Linked DNA regions of Mus musculus: regions 1, 3 and 4 are each linked to region 2. Evidence: chromatin contacts called from public HiChIP or PLAC-seq and Micro-C data. All regions are on one chromosome and are shown on one strand. The core of a region is the stretch at or near the end of the contact, and the rest is flanking DNA. Distances in the headings are between cores, read along the strand shown.

Region 1 (4,125 bases), core at 1,021-3,520, 280 kb after region 2:
GGAGTTTGAGGTCAGCCTGGGCTTACAAACAGGACCTTGTCTCAGAAAGAGCAAAAACAAACACAAGCGACATGCTGGGTAGTGGTGGCGCATGCCTGTAATCCTAGCACTTGGGAAGCAGAGGCAGGCAGAACTCTGAGTTCCAGGCCAGCCTGGTCTACAGAGTATGTTCTAGGACAGCCAGAGCTGTCACACGGAGAAACCCTCTCTTGAAAAACCGAAACAAACAGAAAACGAACGAACAAACAAAAAAGACAAATACAAACAAATGAACAAAAAACACCAAATGTCCAGATTCACAGAAAAATTGTCATGCTGAAATCTGCTAGCCTTTGAGACCTTTAACCCAATGGTAACCATACCTACAAGGGTTGCTCTTCAATTAACTAAGGCCTCACACATCTGGAGGGATTGCTTAGTGGTGAAATGCACAGGTTTGGTTACTAGCACCCACAAGTTGGCTTACTCTGTAACTTCAATTCCAGGGGAATCTGGCACTTTTGTCTGGCCGCCAATGGCCCCAGGCCTGTACACAGTGCATGTACAAACATTCAAGCAAAACATCCATATACATAAATGAAGGTTAACCAAAAAAGATTTTAAGACTGTAAATGAAACACCCTTGATGTACAAAAGAACCACCAGGGAAATGCTTGGGTATGGAAGAATGCAAGGATTTTGTACTTTTCTCACTAAAGAGGCCTATAGGATAACCTGTTGAAGGAACCAGGCTCTTGGGGCAAAGGCCTGGACAACTAGACACATGACTTTAGGCGTAATGACTCATAAACTGGTGTCCTAACTTGGAAGGCAGGGAGGATGAAAGACCTCAGGGCTTTAGTGTGGCATTGACAATTCCAATGGACACTTTATAAGAAAATTCCAAGCATTTCTGGTGCTAAGGTCCATAGGCCCTCCTTTCGGCTCCTACAGGATTGTGTGTGTGTGCGCACAAATTATGACTCCATCAATCAAGCTATCTCGGGCAACTGGGGGCGTTGATATCTGCAAGCAATCGTTACCTAAGCAAAGGCTGACAATGGGACTGATTTCTTGGTCACAACGCCCTGTGAGAACACGCTGCAGTAAACTGCCTCTCCTAGACCAAACCCATCCATCTTAGTGAGCATGCTCAGATCTCGCTCCAGAACCCCTAAAGGATGGGCAACACTTTTGCAGCTTTCAGCCACTCTGGAAAAACAGGAGGGGCTTAAATGCAACCAAGCCAGGACCAGGAGGTGGGACTAAGCAAGGAAAAGCCTCGAACCTGGCGGTCGTGGCTGAACCGTGTGCACGCGCGCACACACTCCAAATCCCCACACTTTGGCTGCCCACAACTCACACAGCATGTAACCCTCCCCTGAACAGCAATCTACCTCTACCCTCCATGCAAACCGCTGCGGCCCTAGAGAAGGAACATCTGGCAAACTCCCGGGCCTCCTGCGCAGCGTGCAACAGGGGCGGGGAAGCTAGGCGGGGCGACTTGAAAGCAAGATGAGTGTGCTTCAGTCTGCTTAGTCCCCAACCATTTTCCGTTTTGGGTGTGTGTGTGTGTGTGTGTGTGTGTGTGTGTGTGTGTGTGTGTGTGTTTTGAGGGATTGGAGATATCAAATCCAGGACTCTTCTGAGCCTTTTCTGAGGCAATGGCTGATGTGCAGGGCATGGCCTTTTCAGATGATGTTACGGGTCCCCAGTTTCTATGCTGAAGCGCAATCCTCAGTCTGCATTCTTTACTATGCCCCCCCCCCCCCCCCCCGCACCGCAGGCTTGCTGCTTTCTCCCCCGGTCACCGCTTGCATTTGCTATGCTCCTCTGCTTTTTCGCCCCCGCCATGTTGTGAGCCCCACCTCCCAACCACAGGGGCTGCAAGCAGGGAGAACATTCTCCTTTCCTTCTGCTCCTTGCAGTGCGCGCCCTGGCGCCCAGGTCGTGGGTAAACTGAAGCATTGGTGCCGGATACTTGGTTATCCCGGAGTAGACTTTGCTGTTTCCAGGGTCACCCCTGCCCAGTTTCCAAGAGCCTTCAGGCTTGAACCTTGGCTCCCTCAACCCTCAGCTCTCACCCGAGGCCAGGGGAGCCCCAGGGCCACCTTAGCAATGCAGTGAGGCAGGTCGGGGAGAGGGGCTCTGGACTAGGGTCTGAGCCTTCGGGTCCTTGCCCGGCTATAGCTATCCGACACTCACCCTGGCGCCGAGAGAGGTCTGTCGGGCGGCTGCCGCGCGTCCATTAGCGGGTGGAGTGTCCGCTTTACTTCCGGGGCGCAGGCTCCGGGCGCCCCCCACCCCCTCGTACCCTCCCTTCTCCGTCTCCTCCTTCTGGGTCCTCTCCCTCCTTGTCCCCTCCCTCCTGATCCTGCGTTCCTCCTGCCCCGCCCCACTCCGCCCCGCCCCGCGTTGCCGGGAACTGGCATCCTCTGCCGCAGCGACCGCCCGCTCAGATCCAACTTTGCTCGGAGGTGGCGTGGCGGCGCCGGGGGGCGTGGGCAGGGAGGGAGAAAGCGGGGTCAGGAGGAGGGACCGCGAGGGGTGGGTCGCCGGTTCGCCAGCTCTCCATCCTTTCTGTGCACCTTGCGGTAGGCAGGGAGAGGCAGCCGCGGCGGCAGCAAGAGGCTAGTGCACACCCAGCTAGGGAGACTTAGGAAACCACGGACGGACGGACGAACAGACAGGACCTTCCCCAGCGCCCCCTGAGCCATGGCCGAGAGAAAGCAATCTGGAAAGGCAGCAGAGGACGAAGAGGTCCCTGCCTTTTTTAAAAACCTGGGCTCCGGCAGTCCCAAGCCGCGGCAGAAATTCTGCGGCATGTTCTGCCCTGTGGAAGGGTCCTCGGAGAACAAGACCATCGACTTCGACTCGCTTTCAGTGGGCCGGGGCTCGGGGCAAGTGGTGGCTCAGCAGCGCGATGTCGCCCACTTGGGCCCCGACCCGCACCGGCAGAGCCGGCGTGCCAGTGGGGAGCCATCTGTTGAATCGAGCCGGAAGGTGGAGATCCGGCGGGCCTCGGGCAAGGAAGCCCTGCAGAACATCTATGATCAGGTTGGTATGGGGGTGGAGGGTGGGATCGGAGCGCGGGGCTGCCCCCTGGCTTGTCGCGGAGGACCGAGCATCCCCGCGTGGCAGCCAGCACCAGCCAGCACGCGGCACCAAGAGCTCTGCCTCCCGCATCTGCACGCGCACCGCGCCCTGCCCACCCCTTCACCGCGCAGGGTGCGGCGAGGCACGGGTTCGCCAGTGGGCGTTTGAGCTCCCACAAAGGCTGCCCTAGCCTCCTTGTCCCTGGGAGGTGGGGAACCCGCGTCAGGGACCAGCTGATCCCCGGGCTGGAGGCGTCGAGTGGCGATTGGGGTGGACCACTGTGCTGTTCTTAAATCCTCCCGGGCGGCATCCGATTGCAGCTGCGGCTCAGAGCCCCACCCTTTTTTGATGCAGCTCAAAGAGAGCAGTGGAAGGCTGCAGTGAAGACTAGAGGATTCCCTTGGGGTCTGTAGGGACAAGGGCTTACATGGCTACTCAGTGTGGCAAGGTCCCCGCCTCTAGTGCGCTCAGCACCATGGTTCTGAGCTAGGAGGTCAGGACCACGGCCAGCGCCCGGAGCCTCTTACCATTGCCTGGACTGTGTTCAGCAGCCAGTGAAGAGTCCGGGAGGTTGTGATGTCACTGAGAAAAGCTAGATAGCCCATGTAGAGAACAAAGTTCTGCTAAGTGTCTCGGCAAGGGCTTCTCAGAGCGCTTCCCCAGCGCTGTAAGGGAAGCACTTTGGGAATGGGGAGAGACTACGCGAATTATATTCAAAGAACTAAAAAGGAAAGGAAAAATGAGGGTGGGAAGGGAGGACTCACATTTGAAGGCAAGACTCCCTGATTGTGTTAATGGTGAGACAAAGAAGGCTAGCTTGGCTATCCTTCGTCAAGGAAAATGTTTGACATGGTCCAGTAATCCCCAGCAGGGCACGTTTCAAGCCCAGGGGTCTTTTCACACACATTTCCCTCCATTTCAGGGTGACATTTATGCTCGTATAATATTTTTTCACAGCTTTAATGCCTCAACTGATCGTTTACACTGCACAGCGTCTTACGCTTGGTTGCTGCTTCTCTCCCATGCTCGCGGTGAAGATAAGAAACCAAT
Region 2 (4,064 bases), core at 1,312-3,811:
GGACAGTGCCCAACACTGACAACACAGAAATAAAGGCCCCTGACTGACTGTACTTCCCAGGCCACAGAAAGCAGAGAGTGACCAAAAGTCAACAGAAGAGATAGTTTGGAGATTTACTGCTTGAGGAATGAGGACTAACCATGCAGGTTTCCAGAGACAGGTAGTAGTCGTAGGAAGTTAATAGCATGCCATTTCCAGAGATATACCCCAGATCTCAGGACTGGTTGTTTGGAAATTTTAGCCCCACCACACCCTGTGTCTCTTTCTGTAATAAATGTTTTGTAATGTACTTTTACTAAAGTTAAATCAGTATGCTACCCACATACAAGTTTTAGTATAAAAATGTAAATAAGAACATACAAAATAATACATATTCGGATATGTGAATATTCGGACAGTTATGTTATAAAACATCCTGTTTCAGATGCAAGCAGCCATGTGGCTTGAGACAGCTATAAGCGCAGACTGATACATTTGTATTTTACTATGATTCAAACAGCAGGCATGGAGCTATATCTGCAGTGGTGGCAACTTTCCTTTAAGCTGTCAACAAAACAAAGGCCAAACACTGCCCGCATCCACTCACCTGAGGTACTGAGAACCCACAAGCTCACGGAGACTGAAAGTAGATCAGAGGAAGCCCTGGCTAGAGGAGGCAGGATGGGAGTTCCTGATTACTGACTACCCTGTCTCTGTTTGGAGTCATGGAAAAGATTTGGAGATTGACAGAAACGATGGTTTCATAGCATTCTGAATACAAGTCAGCCACTGATGTTGTTCACTTAGAAATGGCTAAAACGGTGCCTGGAATATTGTATAGATTTTGTTGTAATAAAAGCTTCATCTGGCTACGGTGATAAGTGCAGTTCCAGTTCTTGGGAAGAAACGGAGGCAGGAGGATTACATGTTTCAGGTCAGCATGGGCTCCATAGAAAGAATAAGGGAAGGAAGGAAAGAAGGAAAGAAAGGAGGGAGGGAAAGAGGAAGGGAGGGAGGGAAAGAGGAAGGGAGGGAGGGAAAGAGGAAGGGAGAGAGGGGGAGGGAGGGAGGGAGGGAGGGAGGAAGGAAGGAAGGAAGGAAGGAAGGAAGGAAGGAAGGACCTTCAAAAAACTTGTTTGTAAATAAAATGGAGCTGGTCCTAGCTCTGGACTATACAAAGCAAGAGTCTGTCGCAGAAAATAAGAACGGGGTGGGAATGGTAGCAAGAAATGAAGTAAAGGACGGTGGGAGAGAGAAAGGAGGGTCTTACAGAAAGTCCTTTATGTTTATAAATGGAATAGACCTGGTCCTAGCTCTGAGAGTTAATGCATGGCATTCACCTACACAAATGTCCAGCAGGATATCTGAAAAACCTCCTAAGACAATATGAACTATCCTACTAGATGTCCAGCATGGCGGGTCAGCGCCACTAAATGCCAGTAAGGCTCCCCTTTATTGTGATGACCAAAAAAAAAAAAAAAAAAAAAAAAAAAAAAAAAGCCCAGGTTCAAATTGCCTTCTAGAAAGCAGCTCCGCCCCTCTTGAGAGTTAGGAGGCAGGAAGTGAAGAGAGAGCCTAGGCGGCGCCTGGGTTCTGGCCAAGGGCGTGCCTGAAGTCCTGGGGGAGCACGGGGGCAGAGGGCTCTGTAAAGCAATCAGCAGAAACCCAGATCTCCGGTAAACGGATCTAGCTGGAGGATAGAGAGTTAAAGGGAAAGGGACACATGAACTACTCGGTGAGGTTTAGTCCTGTTTTTATCCTTAACAGTGTCTCGGTTTCACGGTCGCAAAGCTCATTGCGCTCCCCTGCCAGACGGTGGAGCTAGAGAGCCTCGTACAGATCCCGGTCCACTGGGTTCAGGTTTGAGGCAGGGCTGACTCAGCCCTCCACGGATGACACAGCAGGATCGTCGACTGTGACCTGCAAGCAACAGCTTCATTTATTAAATAATTAGCTAATTCTTTTTTTTTCCCATTTAACTTTATCGACCTATTACAGGTAGGGCGATGGCATTGGAAGGTTCAGACAGAAACCACTAAGATAAGACGGGACTCTGACCCTGACTCTTAAGCAAGAAATTAAAATCTCTTGCAATCTTCTAAGTGTCCCTAGGCAACACGCCCAGTGGAGCTGCCCTAGTCCCCTCCTCCTCCCTGCGGACAGCCAGGACTTCTACAGGAGGTGGAACACAAGCAGTCACGCAGTGGCTCCGCCCACTTCCTAGCCAATCACTGCACAGCCTTCTCCCTCCTTCCTGGAGGCAGGCACCCGAAGGATGTCGACGCGTTTAAACAAGCCATTTCAAAGGTTTAAGGGCTTGGGAGGTAGTGACTTCCACAGGATGCTAGAGGGTCCTGGTTGCAGTTGTGATTCTAAAGCTGGCACTGTTGGAAAAAAACGTAGTTGGTAGATAAGCTGGTGGAGGTGGATTGTTTACCTCCTGAGGCTCTGTGCGCACATCGCAGGCACAAAAAACGGAATGGAAAACCTCTATTGTCACCTTTTCTACCTCTTTGGAGGTGGGGGCAAAAGGCTACCTGATGCCAGTGTTGTTTGGTGAACCGTTCAACCATCCCTCCCAGCAGTTGCAGAACTCTACTTTCTGGACTCCTGGCAGCTGCCAGGCATCTCCGTGCCATATACTAGATTCTGGCCTGCAAGAGCCAAGTCTGGTTAGTCCTTGCAAGCTGAGCCCTTTCTGTACTGTAATCAATGCAATGGTGAGTCCTCTGGACTAATAACCAGGGCAACTACACCACCAACATCATCAACATCATCTTCACCACCACCCATCCACCCACACACGCTTTTACAGCATCTCACTCGATCCAGGCCACACCTGGCCAGGCAGGTGCCCTTGTTATGCCCATTTTACAGATAAGGAAATAGGAGGCTCAAGTCACCTGCCTGGAATGCAGCAGAACCACTCTCAGCAAATCCCTTACAAAGGCAACCTAATTTGGTTCACAGTTTAAAGGGGGGCGGGGGAGCCGGGATGTGTCAAGCACGGTGGGGAAGGCACAGCAGCAGGAAGGTAAGACAGCTAGCTGGTCCTGGGTATGAGTGCTTTGCCTGCCTGCATGTGGTTGACATGCATGCAGTGCCTGCACAGGCCAGAAAAGGGTGTCGGATCCCTGGAACTGGAATTAGAAGGTTGTGAATTGCCATATGTGTGCTAGCATCCAAACCCAGGTCCACATACTGCAACTGACCCTGGAGCTCAGTGCTTCAGCTAGTCTGGCCACTCAGCTTGCTCCGGGGATTCTCTGTCTCTGCCTCCCACCAGTGATGAGGTTATAGGCAATCGCTTTATCCACTGAGCCATCTCCACAGCCCCACACTTCAGCTATTTTAAACCGCCAAACCTTTGATACCTTTTTGTGGCAGCCAAGAGGACAGTGCCCAGCGGTGCTGCTGTGTCTGGGCAGACACCATGAGTCTGGATGTGGGAGTCTAAAAACAGCCACCATCCACTGTCAGGTACATGGAATGTTACTGTTTGCATGAAACCCAAAACCGGTGAGGACAAGAACAACAGATTGTTCTTGTCCTAGTTAGGGTTATCATTGCTGCGATCAAACACCACAACCAAAAACAATGTGGGGAGGAAAGAGTTTACCTGGCTTGCACTTCTCCTGCACTGTTCATGGAAGGAAGTCAGAGTAGAAAATCAAACAGGGCAGGAACCTGGGGGCAGGAGCTGATGCAGAGGTCATGGAGGAGTGCTGCTTGCTGGCTTGCTCCTCATGGCTTGCTCAGCTTGCTTTTTTCTAGCACTCAGGAGCTCCAGCTGAGAGGTGGCACCACCCACAAGGGTCCAGGCCCTCCCCTATGAAACTCTAATTATGAAAATGTCTTCCAGTCTTGGGCACAGCCTGATTGTATGGAGGCATTTTCTCAATCGAGGTTCCTTCCTCTCAGATACCTTAAGCTTCTATAAGTTGACATAAAGCAATCCAGGCAACTCCTCTCTCTTCCATCCTCCCAACCTCTTTCTTGTCTGTTTTGTGCCCAATGTCTGCGTGTGAGAGGGGTTTCTGTGAGGGAAGGAATAGAGAGTGGGGAGCTTAGGAGCAAGCCGTTAG
Region 3 (4,168 bases), core at 651-3,150, 400 kb after region 2:
TAATGTCAACATGGCGAAGAAAGGCAGGTAGTGTGATCTCTAAATATGGGTTTGGAAACAGCCTAAATAAGAGTCAAGCCTTCCAAAAGCTTTTTAAAAAATATTTTTATTTTATGTGTATGTGTGAGTGCCTGCATGTATGTATAAACACTCCATGTGTGCTGGTGCCCAGAGAGGTCAGAAGATGATGTCAGCATTGAAATTACAAGTGGCTATAAGCCACTCAATGTGGGTGCTGGCAGCTGAATCCAGGCTTTCTATAAAGGCAATGAAGACTAGTAACTGCTGAGCCATTTCTCTAACTCGAGTCTTATGTTCCCAGTAAATGACAAAGTTTGAAATGCATGGGTTCCGCCTTGGACATTTTTTTTTTTTTTGCTAAAGTCACTGTGTGTCATTGTTTGAGTGATATTATTAGGAGTCATGGCCTTATTGGAGTAAGTGTGGCCTTGTTTGAGAAAGTGTCACTGTAGGGGTGGGCTCTGAGACACTTCTTCTAGCTTCTAGTCTTCCCCAAGCAGCCTTCAGATGAAGATGTAGAACTCTCAGTTCCTCCTGCACCATGCCTGCCTGGATGCTGTCATGTTCCTGCCTTGATGATACTGGACTGAACCTGTAAGCCAGCCCCAATTAAACGCTGTCCTTTATAAGAGTTCCCTTGGTCCTGGTGTCAATCACAACAATGGAAACCCTAACGGAGACAGTGTGGATGGGCATGGGCTCTGTGGCAGTGCATGGATGTGCAAACCCAAGAGGCTAGAGTGGGCCACTCGCTATACTATGCCAGTGAAAGAGATGTGTAATGGAAGAAGCCAGGTTAGGAGATCTATTGCTGTGGTCACTGTGGGAAGAGGAACGCATCTAGAAGTTCAGCGTTGCCCCAAGTCTCTCATGAAGGTTCTTGAGGTTTAAACTTAGAAGAAGAATTGGGGGAAGGGGCAAGAGGTGTGTATGGTCACCGTCATGCATTGTCTGCCTGGCCACTGTTCCAGTTCAGGTTCTTCAGAATGGTTGAAAGGAGTCCTGATATTTATCATCACGTAGGGGGATCAGTCTGGCTCTTAGGAGATGTTTATTTCAGGATGCAGGCTTGCTCTACTTGATGGTTGTTCTCTGGGAAGTTGTAAGGAGCAGTCTGTCCTGAGAGGTTCAAGGTGACTGAACGTTTAGGATAATAACTGACCCCTGTTTTCAGACTGGAAGGGGGGTGAAGTGAGGCTAGACAGACAGTCCTTAAGTGATTGACATATCCATGTGCAGAGCTATACAGGTAGCCCGAGAGTAGAGGAGTCAGACACTGGATTGCACCCCGCATTTGGTTACCTGATGAGGAGTCAATGCTTTGTAGCAAAAACCGGTCTATGTTCTTGCTCACTGCTAGCCTAGCTCTGAGCTGAGGGTGCAGGATGCTCACGGAAGCTCTCAGCTTTGCCTTCTGAAGGGCGGCGGCCATGTGAGGTCCAGATGAGTTGGCTTATAAAATGTTCCAGGACGCATGCCAGACATAGGAAGTTTCCAGGGGATATCATTAGCCTTTGCTCTCCAGGTCTAGTGGGTGTTTAGCAGTCACATGATCTCATTCTATTTTATATGTGACTATCAGATCCTTGAGGACAGAAACACGTTTTATTCCTTGCCCGAAAGCACTTAACAGTTTCTTCCACTAACAGGTGCTAAGTGTCCAGGGGTTTACCTTATAAAACAGTGTGCTATCGAAAAACAGAAATACTGGCACTTCCCGGGTTTCCAGAATGAGCATCTTAGCCCTCAAGGTCATCCGGAGAACAACAGCCCTTTGCCTGGTGCCTTTAATTTCACTTTCACAGAGACCTGGTGGACAGAAGTGAGAGGTGTTGATTAGGGAATTCAGAACGAATGGCCCTTGGCTGTGCAGTGTGTGCCATTTGCCTGTAGATGGCGGCATTGCACGAGCCTGAGAGGAAGACAGCCAGCGCGCATGAGATTTCCGCTGCTCTGGGGCCAGCAGCTCCTAGCTGTGGGATCAAACAAACAAACAAACAAACAAAACAAACCACCACCACCAACAAAACAAAACAAAAAACTGGCGTTCAGGGACCTTGTTTGATCCAGAACTGGGTTGTACAGCTAAGAAGTCATCGAATGCATCAAGCCGTTTGGCTCAGAGTCTCAACTTGTTCTCTTAACAGGATGCATGCAATGCTACTAAGAATTTAAATGTAGGTGGGAAGGGGGGATTGGGATGGAGCCAAGAAAGGGAACAACATGATCAAAAATATATGGTTAAAAAAATTGTTAAGTGGCAAAAATGGTTAAGAACTGGTGATGTCCTGTGGCCACATATTCTCTCTCCCCTCCTTCCTTCCCTCTCTCCCACCTTCCTCTCCCCTCCTTCCCCCCCCCCGTCCCCTTCCCCTCCCCTTCCCAGTCTCCCCTCCCTCTCCTCCTTTCTCAGTCTTCCTCCTTAGTATCCCCCTTCTCTTCCTCTGTCTCCTCTCTTCCCCCTCTCCCTCCTTATTCTTTTTCCCCACCCCTCTCCTTCCTCCTCTTCCCTCCCAGTATTTTTCCGGTTCTTTTGAGCTGCACTGGGTCTTCACGCTTGTGTGGCAAATGATTAACCAATGAGCCGTCTCTTTTGTCTCGTAATGTATTTAATTTTTTTTCTTGGTCACCTAGCTGAGGAAGTTTGTTTGTTTTGGTTTTTTTTTGTTTTTTTTTTTTAAGTAAATTACTGTGTCTCATTTCTTTGAACAGTATGATTTTGAAATGAGGGTAGGTAAGGGTTTTTTGTCTTAAGAGAGTGGAGCATGTACATTTTAATGCACTAATAGTAAATGTCCTTTCAGATTTATCCATATCTCATATTTTAATGTTATTATAAGTTCCATTGTATACATAATCTTATGGATTAATGTTTACAACATAGTGCTATTTAATTAAAATTTTTTTTTTTTACATTTTATGTTTTGAAGAGTTATTTTATAAATATGAATCTTTTTTTTTTTGCCTGCATGTAATGCCTGTGGCTGCCAGAAGAGGGAGTCAGTTCCCCTGCACTGAAGGTAAGGCGGTTGTGAGCTGCAATTTTGAGGTTGGGAACCAAACCCAGGTCCTCTGAAGAAGAATCAAATGTTCTTTTTGGTTTGTTTGCTTCTTACGAGACAGGATTTTTCTGTGCTGCCCTGAAATTTTCTCTGTAGACCAGACTGGGTTTGAACTCACAGTGATCTGCTGAAGCAAATGTTCTTAATCATTGAGCTAGCTCCTTAACACCCTTATTTATTTGTGGTGTGTGTGTGTGTGTGTGTGTGTGTGTGTGTGTGCACGTGTGGATTTCAGAGGACAACCTTCAAAGCTGGTCCTCTCCTTCCACCATGTAGGTTCTGGGAGTGGAATTCAGGTCATCTTTACCTGCTGAGTCATTTCTCCAGTTCTATACATTATTTCTGTATACTGATCTTATAGTCCTGCTAATCTTCCATTACCTTTTCCCAAGCCTTCCTGGAATTGCATGTAGATGATCAGGTTGTCTACAAATGAAGGCATTTTTACTTATTTCTTTGGCATTGGTGCTGTCTCAGCCTTAACACATGGACTACATTTCCTAGAACATTGCTCAGAAGTGGATTGAGCTTATGCGCAAAGCATCCAGGCTCTGTGGATCCCCAGCATCTTTTGTAGACTATGTTTTACAGCCTGTAGATTGATTATAGCTTTTGTAGACTACACATAACAGTGTGGATTCATTGTATCCTTTTTTATCTTTTACTTTACTTTATTTATATGAGTACACTATAGCTGTCTTCAGACACACCAGAAAAGGGCACTGATAACCATGCAGTTGCTGGGATTTGAACTCAGGACCTTTGGAAGAGCAGTCAGTGCTCTTAACTGCCCAGTCATCTCTCCAACCCCTCACATCTTTTGTAGACTACATGCTTACAAGTGTGGATTCACTATATCTTTTGTAGAGGGCACCAGGCTTTACAAAGATGAAGATTTCCCTCCACTCATTGCTGAGATTTTTTTTTTAATTGGTAATAGACTTTGGCTTTTATCCAACACATTTTCTTTATCTATTGAGTTGATTTTTTTTTAAGTTGTTAACATAGCGACTCTCCAGATTTGATTTTCAAATGCTAAACCAACTTTGCATTGCTGGATAAACCAATCTTGGTCACGGTATAGT
Region 4 (4,160 bases), core at 1,145-3,644, 480 kb before region 2:
TGTGCCCTTGTGCTCCGTTCCTTTCTTCAGTCTATTGAGAACTCTTAGCCTCGAGATTCTTCCCCAGCCAAGGAAATGGTAACACCTGAATCTCTTTGCTATCCTAAGTGTGTCCACCTGCAGTTTGGCAGGAGACGTCGTCGTGTGTGTGTGTTAGTCAAGGACAGAAAAGCTAGGAGGTACTTGCCAGAGATTGGCAGAAGAACAGAGTTGCCGTCAGGAGCCCTCCCTGTCCTCAGAGTCATTAAGCTGAGCAGTCACCCCTACATCCTGTCGGGCAGGATCCCCAAGCCCAGGAAGCGATCTGTGAGCTATGGGCCACTGTTGCCATTTCTGTTGGGAGGTCCAGGTGTAACTGGTGCTGGCATAGTTCTGTCCTGAGGGCTTAGGGCAGCAAGAGCCAAAAGAAATGTTTGCTAAGTAATAATTGCCAAGAAGTGAGTGCAACAGGATTTGAGTTGGCATATCTGCCTTGAGTTGAGAGGCATATTAAAGGGAAGGGGGTCTCTCCAGCTCCTTGCTCTGGGTGCTAGCTTGCTACCAGGAAACTCTGAGAGAGCTAGAGACTTCTAGAAGAAATTAGCCTCTCAAATTTGAGAGAAAGCCACTCCTTTCTCTGACAGCTTCTTGAAAGACACTTAGAGATTTATCTTCTTAAAAATTTAGGGGGATGAGAGATGTTTCAGCTGGTGACGCACCTAGCGCAAAAGTATAAGAACCTGAATTTAGATCATGTAAACTGGGCACTGGTACATGTCCCTAACCCAACCCCAGTGCTAAGGGACAGACAGAAAGATCCCAACCCCCGTGGCCATCCAATTTAGCCAAATTGGCCAGATCAAGGTTCAGTAAGAGAGCATATCAAATAATAATAATACATGATGATGGTGATGATGGTGATGTGGAGATAATAGAGGCACCTAATGCTGACTTCTGGCCTTCACACAAACACATACACCATACTCTTCCACAAGCAAATGTGTACAGTATTCTCCTGTGCAGCATAGGGGAATGCCAGTTAAAAAGTTTTAGGATGTATTATTTCGTTCTTGCAATTTGGAAGACTGTAAACAACCCAGCAATTGTATATAACTGGAATGGTGGAGATGAGAAAAGAACCAGGTCCTGCTCTTCCAGTTGTGTCGTTTAAATATGAGCAGACAGCCAGTGAGCCGGGGTCACTCGCCCTAGGTTGCACAGCTTCTAAGGGCACAGGCAACCAAAGTCTCCTGATCGGAGGGCACTGTTTTCCCCTCTCTGTGCTGCATATGTGTGATCTCTGATATTTTAGGTCTGATCATTGATACGCCCAGCCACCAGTTTACTGCTGGACAGATTGGAAGAGAACATTAAAAGGCTGTGCTAGGAGCTGTGTCAGTTACCCCTGTCCCCATAGTGTAGAATCAACAGGTTCAACACCCCTGGAACAGTCATGGGGGCAGGAGGAGGGGCAAAGGTAAGATCCACCACTGTGTTATTTCTACAGTGTTCTCCCCTTAGCACAGCCGTAGGGTTTTTCTCTTAATAGTGTGAGTTTAAATGATGTGATAAAGCATGTGAAGTTCCTAGTTCAGTGCTTGGCGTGCGGCAGAGATTTGGGTTTTTTTTTTTTTTTTCAGTTTGATATAACTTCAGACTGAAAAAGAAAAAAAAAAAAGCTAAAAGACAAGCACAAATAAAGAGAAGTTTGAGCTGGAGAGATGGCTCAGTGGTTAAGAGCACTGACTGCTCTTCCAAAGGTCCTGAGTTCAAATCCCAGCAATCATATGGTGGCTCACAACCATCTGTAATGAGATCTGACGCCCTCTTCTGGTGTGTCTGAAAGCTACGATGTACTTACATATAATAATAAATAAATCTTTAAAAAAAAGAGAGAGAAGTTCACCCGCAGACATTATCATTTTACTGATGGCTTTGTAGAGGAGTGATGGCTGATAGATAAATATAATGGTAGACAAAGAAAAATAGACACTTGATTGAGAGAAGTCTGTCTTGACAGGAGGCAGTGGAGCACGCTTTTAATCCCAGCACTCAGGAGGCAGAGGCAGATAGATTTCTGAGCTCAAGGCCAGCTTCGTCTACAGAGCAGGTTCCAGGACAGCTGGGGCTACACAGGGAGACCTTGTCTCAACAAAACAAAACAAAACAAAACAAAACAAAACAAAACACAACAGGAAAAAAAAGTCTCTGTCTTTACTGATGTAAACCTTTGATAATAGGGGACTTAGTGCATCCATCCCGATAAATTCTTGTCTCCTGAAGTCTCATCCAGCTCTAGAGGTGACTATTTGATTAGAGCAGCGAAAGAATTTGTAGCATTCCAATAGTGTGACTGGGACTCAGACACAGCCCAGCCAGCTTTAACTGAACACGGAGTAGCGTCACACCCAATGCTAGATGCTTTGGGGAAAACAGTCTCACATGTTTCTCTCTACAGCGGCCGAGGCAGGTTTAGTAATCCCTCCATTTCAAAGATCGGAGCAATTAAACTTGAAGACTTTGTATACTGCCAGAAGGACCTTAGTGAAGTGGTAGAAATGGGATTTGAACCCAGATCCTTGGAATCTGGTCCTGGTATTCTTTCCAAAACAACGTGGATACTGGTAATGCTTTTTGCTGCCTAATTAATTGACAATCACACTCTATTCTTGAAATGAGCTAGCATATCACTCAGGGTGAAGTGCTTGCTTAACGTGGATAAAACCCTGGATTCAAATTTCCAGTGCTGCAAAATAAATAAAAAATGTTAAACTGGAAGGAAAACAAGAAGGGCCCTAACCCTGAGTCAGTGCACACCAGCCCCAATGCCAGGCTGCCACACCCTTGAACTCTTGTTGTATTGGTTTTCCTGGTTCTTCTTAATTCTGAAGTTCTGGGCAGAACTGTTTCAGTCTTACCACAGTACTTTCTCAGAGTCCCACCGCTGGCTGCAGAACAACTCTTATCTCGAGATAACTTTGAGTCAAGTTCATACTTGAAATAAAGGTTTATTTCCCCAGGGAGTGCTGACGGTATTGTTGACACTCCAGGCAGTGGGACTTCCCGTTCTCGGACCTGGAGGTGCTGGCCCACCTTGGCCTCTGCTCAGAGAGTGGGGGTAATCAGAGCTGCCAACTGATCTCTGCATTTCCACTGATCTGGCCCAATCCTCCTGTGCCTAAAGACAGAGAACAGCAGTAGGAACACAGTTTATTGCACTGATATAGCCTTTGGGGAGTTTCAAGTGCTGCAGAAATCTGGCAGGACTCTTCTGGAATCAACATTAATTCTACTTCAATCTAATCCTGTGCTTGGATCAGCAGTCTTAGCTATCAGTTACATGAAAATTCAATGGGAAAAGAATTTTAACTCAGAGCCTGTGAACTTGATGAACTTCAAGTAGCTTGGGAACCACTGATTGGTCAAGCTGAGAAAGGCACCTGGGATTATTGGGGGGCTGGGGGGTGATCTGTTTCTATGAAGTTTAAATGTGGAAATGCTTCTATACAGAGGCCCAGACCTCCAGGTATAGGTTTAGACTGAATTGAATTTGTGTGTGTTTTGTTTTGTAGGGGACAGGGTCTCATGTATCCCAAGCTGGCTTTGAACTTGCTCTGCACCTGGGGATGACTTTTGGTCCTGATCCTCCTGCCCCCACCTCCCAAATTATGGGATTGCCACCCTGGTTTATGCTGTGCTGAGGACCAAACCCAAGGCTTTTTGTTTGCACTCTACCAACTGAACTACACCCCAGGCCCCTGGACTGCATGCAGATCCCAGTGGCCCTGAGCAAGGGAATCTCAACTTCATCATTTGAAATTATATCGATGTTTCTGTTTAAGGGGTGTCAGCAAGGAACCTAGGATAAACCCTGGTCCTTAGAAAAGTCTCTTACTTTGTGTTTGGAGAAATGGCCTACGGGTTAAGAGTGCATATTGATCTTTCAGAGGACCTGTGTTTGAGTACTCCCGGTGCTCACATGAGGGGCTCGACAGCCACTTAGAACGCCAGCTTCAGGGAGAGGCATCACCTCTGATCTCCATGGACACACACAAACCCACACACATACATAGAATTAAGAAAATTCTCATACTATGTGTCCCCTTTCCCTTCCTTCCTTCCTTCCTTCCTTCCTTCCTTCCTTCCTTCCTTCCTTCCTCCCTCCCTCCCTCCCTCCCTCC

Evidence for each region. A called contact is a pair of places that touch in the nucleus more often than the background predicts. HiChIP or PLAC-seq counts read pairs in DNA pulled down with a chosen protein or histone mark.
Region 1: a contact with region 2 is called in a Micro-C map of embryonic stem cells, with 4 times the contacts expected there. The contact joins the promoter of Pnma2 here to the enhancer-like site in region 2. A contact is called at or near these places in 3 of 39 promoter capture datasets (embryonic stem cells, hippocampal neurons and macrophages), 1 of 15 datasets of contacts at CTCF or cohesin (embryonic stem cells), 7 of 484 Hi-C or Micro-C datasets (the N1E-115 cell line, cerebral cortex, cortical neurons and 1 more), 3 of 115 datasets of contacts at active chromatin or transcription factors (the NIH/3T3 cell line, embryonic stem cells and forebrain) and 1 of 9 other capture datasets (pancreatic islet).
Region 3: an H3K4me3 HiChIP or PLAC-seq map of bone marrow-derived macrophages shows a contact between it and region 2, with 4 times the contacts expected there. The contact joins two enhancer-like sites. A contact is called at or near these places in 1 of 39 promoter capture datasets (pre-B cells), 1 of 15 datasets of contacts at CTCF or cohesin (embryonic stem cells), 15 of 484 Hi-C or Micro-C datasets (Th1 cells, cerebellum, cerebral cortex and 9 more) and 2 of 115 datasets of contacts at active chromatin or transcription factors (the NIH/3T3 cell line and bone marrow-derived macrophages).
Region 4: a contact with region 2 is called in an H3K27ac HiChIP or PLAC-seq map of trophoblast stem cells, with 10 times the contacts expected there. The contact joins two enhancer-like sites. A contact is called at or near these places in 1 of 15 datasets of contacts at CTCF or cohesin (the NIH/3T3 cell line), 5 of 115 datasets of contacts at active chromatin or transcription factors (the NIH/3T3 cell line, embryonic basal ganglia, fibro-adipogenic progenitors and 2 more) and 1 of 9 other capture datasets (embryonic stem cells).

What each region holds. Positions count from the first base shown.
Region 1 is chr14:66,909,353-66,913,477 of GRCm38.p6, reverse strand. Pnma2 (paraneoplastic antigen MA2) reads right to left here and starts at 2,270. Exons shown (of 3, transcript NM_175498.4): 1 at 2,185-2,270. It overlaps Dpysl2 (dihydropyrimidinase-like 2), which reads left to right and starts at 2,437. Exons shown (of 14, transcript NM_001378767.1): 1 at 2,437-3,036. The coding sequence starts at 2,695.
Region 2 is chr14:67,186,633-67,190,696 of GRCm38.p6, reverse strand. Gm30438 (a long non-coding RNA gene) reads right to left here. Exons shown (of 8, transcript XR_874742.2): 8 at 1,485-1,899. Among named protein-coding and RNA genes, the nearest start is that of Gm30806, 13 kb to the left of the region's middle. Within about 2 kb of position 2,561, at least 261 of the 459 cell types and tissues checked have an H3K27ac peak or open chromatin away from gene starts, as enhancers often do. A contact at or near this core is called in the N1E-115 cell line, the NIH/3T3 cell line, bone marrow-derived macrophages and 7 more, where this site is marked.
Region 3 is chr14:66,789,708-66,793,875 of GRCm38.p6, reverse strand. No RefSeq gene overlaps it. Among named protein-coding and RNA genes, the nearest start is that of Gm5464, 77 kb to the left of the region's middle. Within about 2 kb of position 1,900, at least 12 of the 459 cell types and tissues checked have an H3K27ac peak or open chromatin away from gene starts, as enhancers often do. A contact at or near this core is called in bone marrow-derived macrophages, where this site is marked.
Region 4 is chr14:67,662,510-67,666,669 of GRCm38.p6, reverse strand. No RefSeq gene overlaps it. Among named protein-coding and RNA genes, the nearest start is that of Cdca2, 51 kb to the left of the region's middle. Within about 2 kb of position 2,394, at least 26 of the 459 cell types and tissues checked have an H3K27ac peak or open chromatin away from gene starts, as enhancers often do. A contact at or near this core is called in trophoblast stem cells, where this site is marked.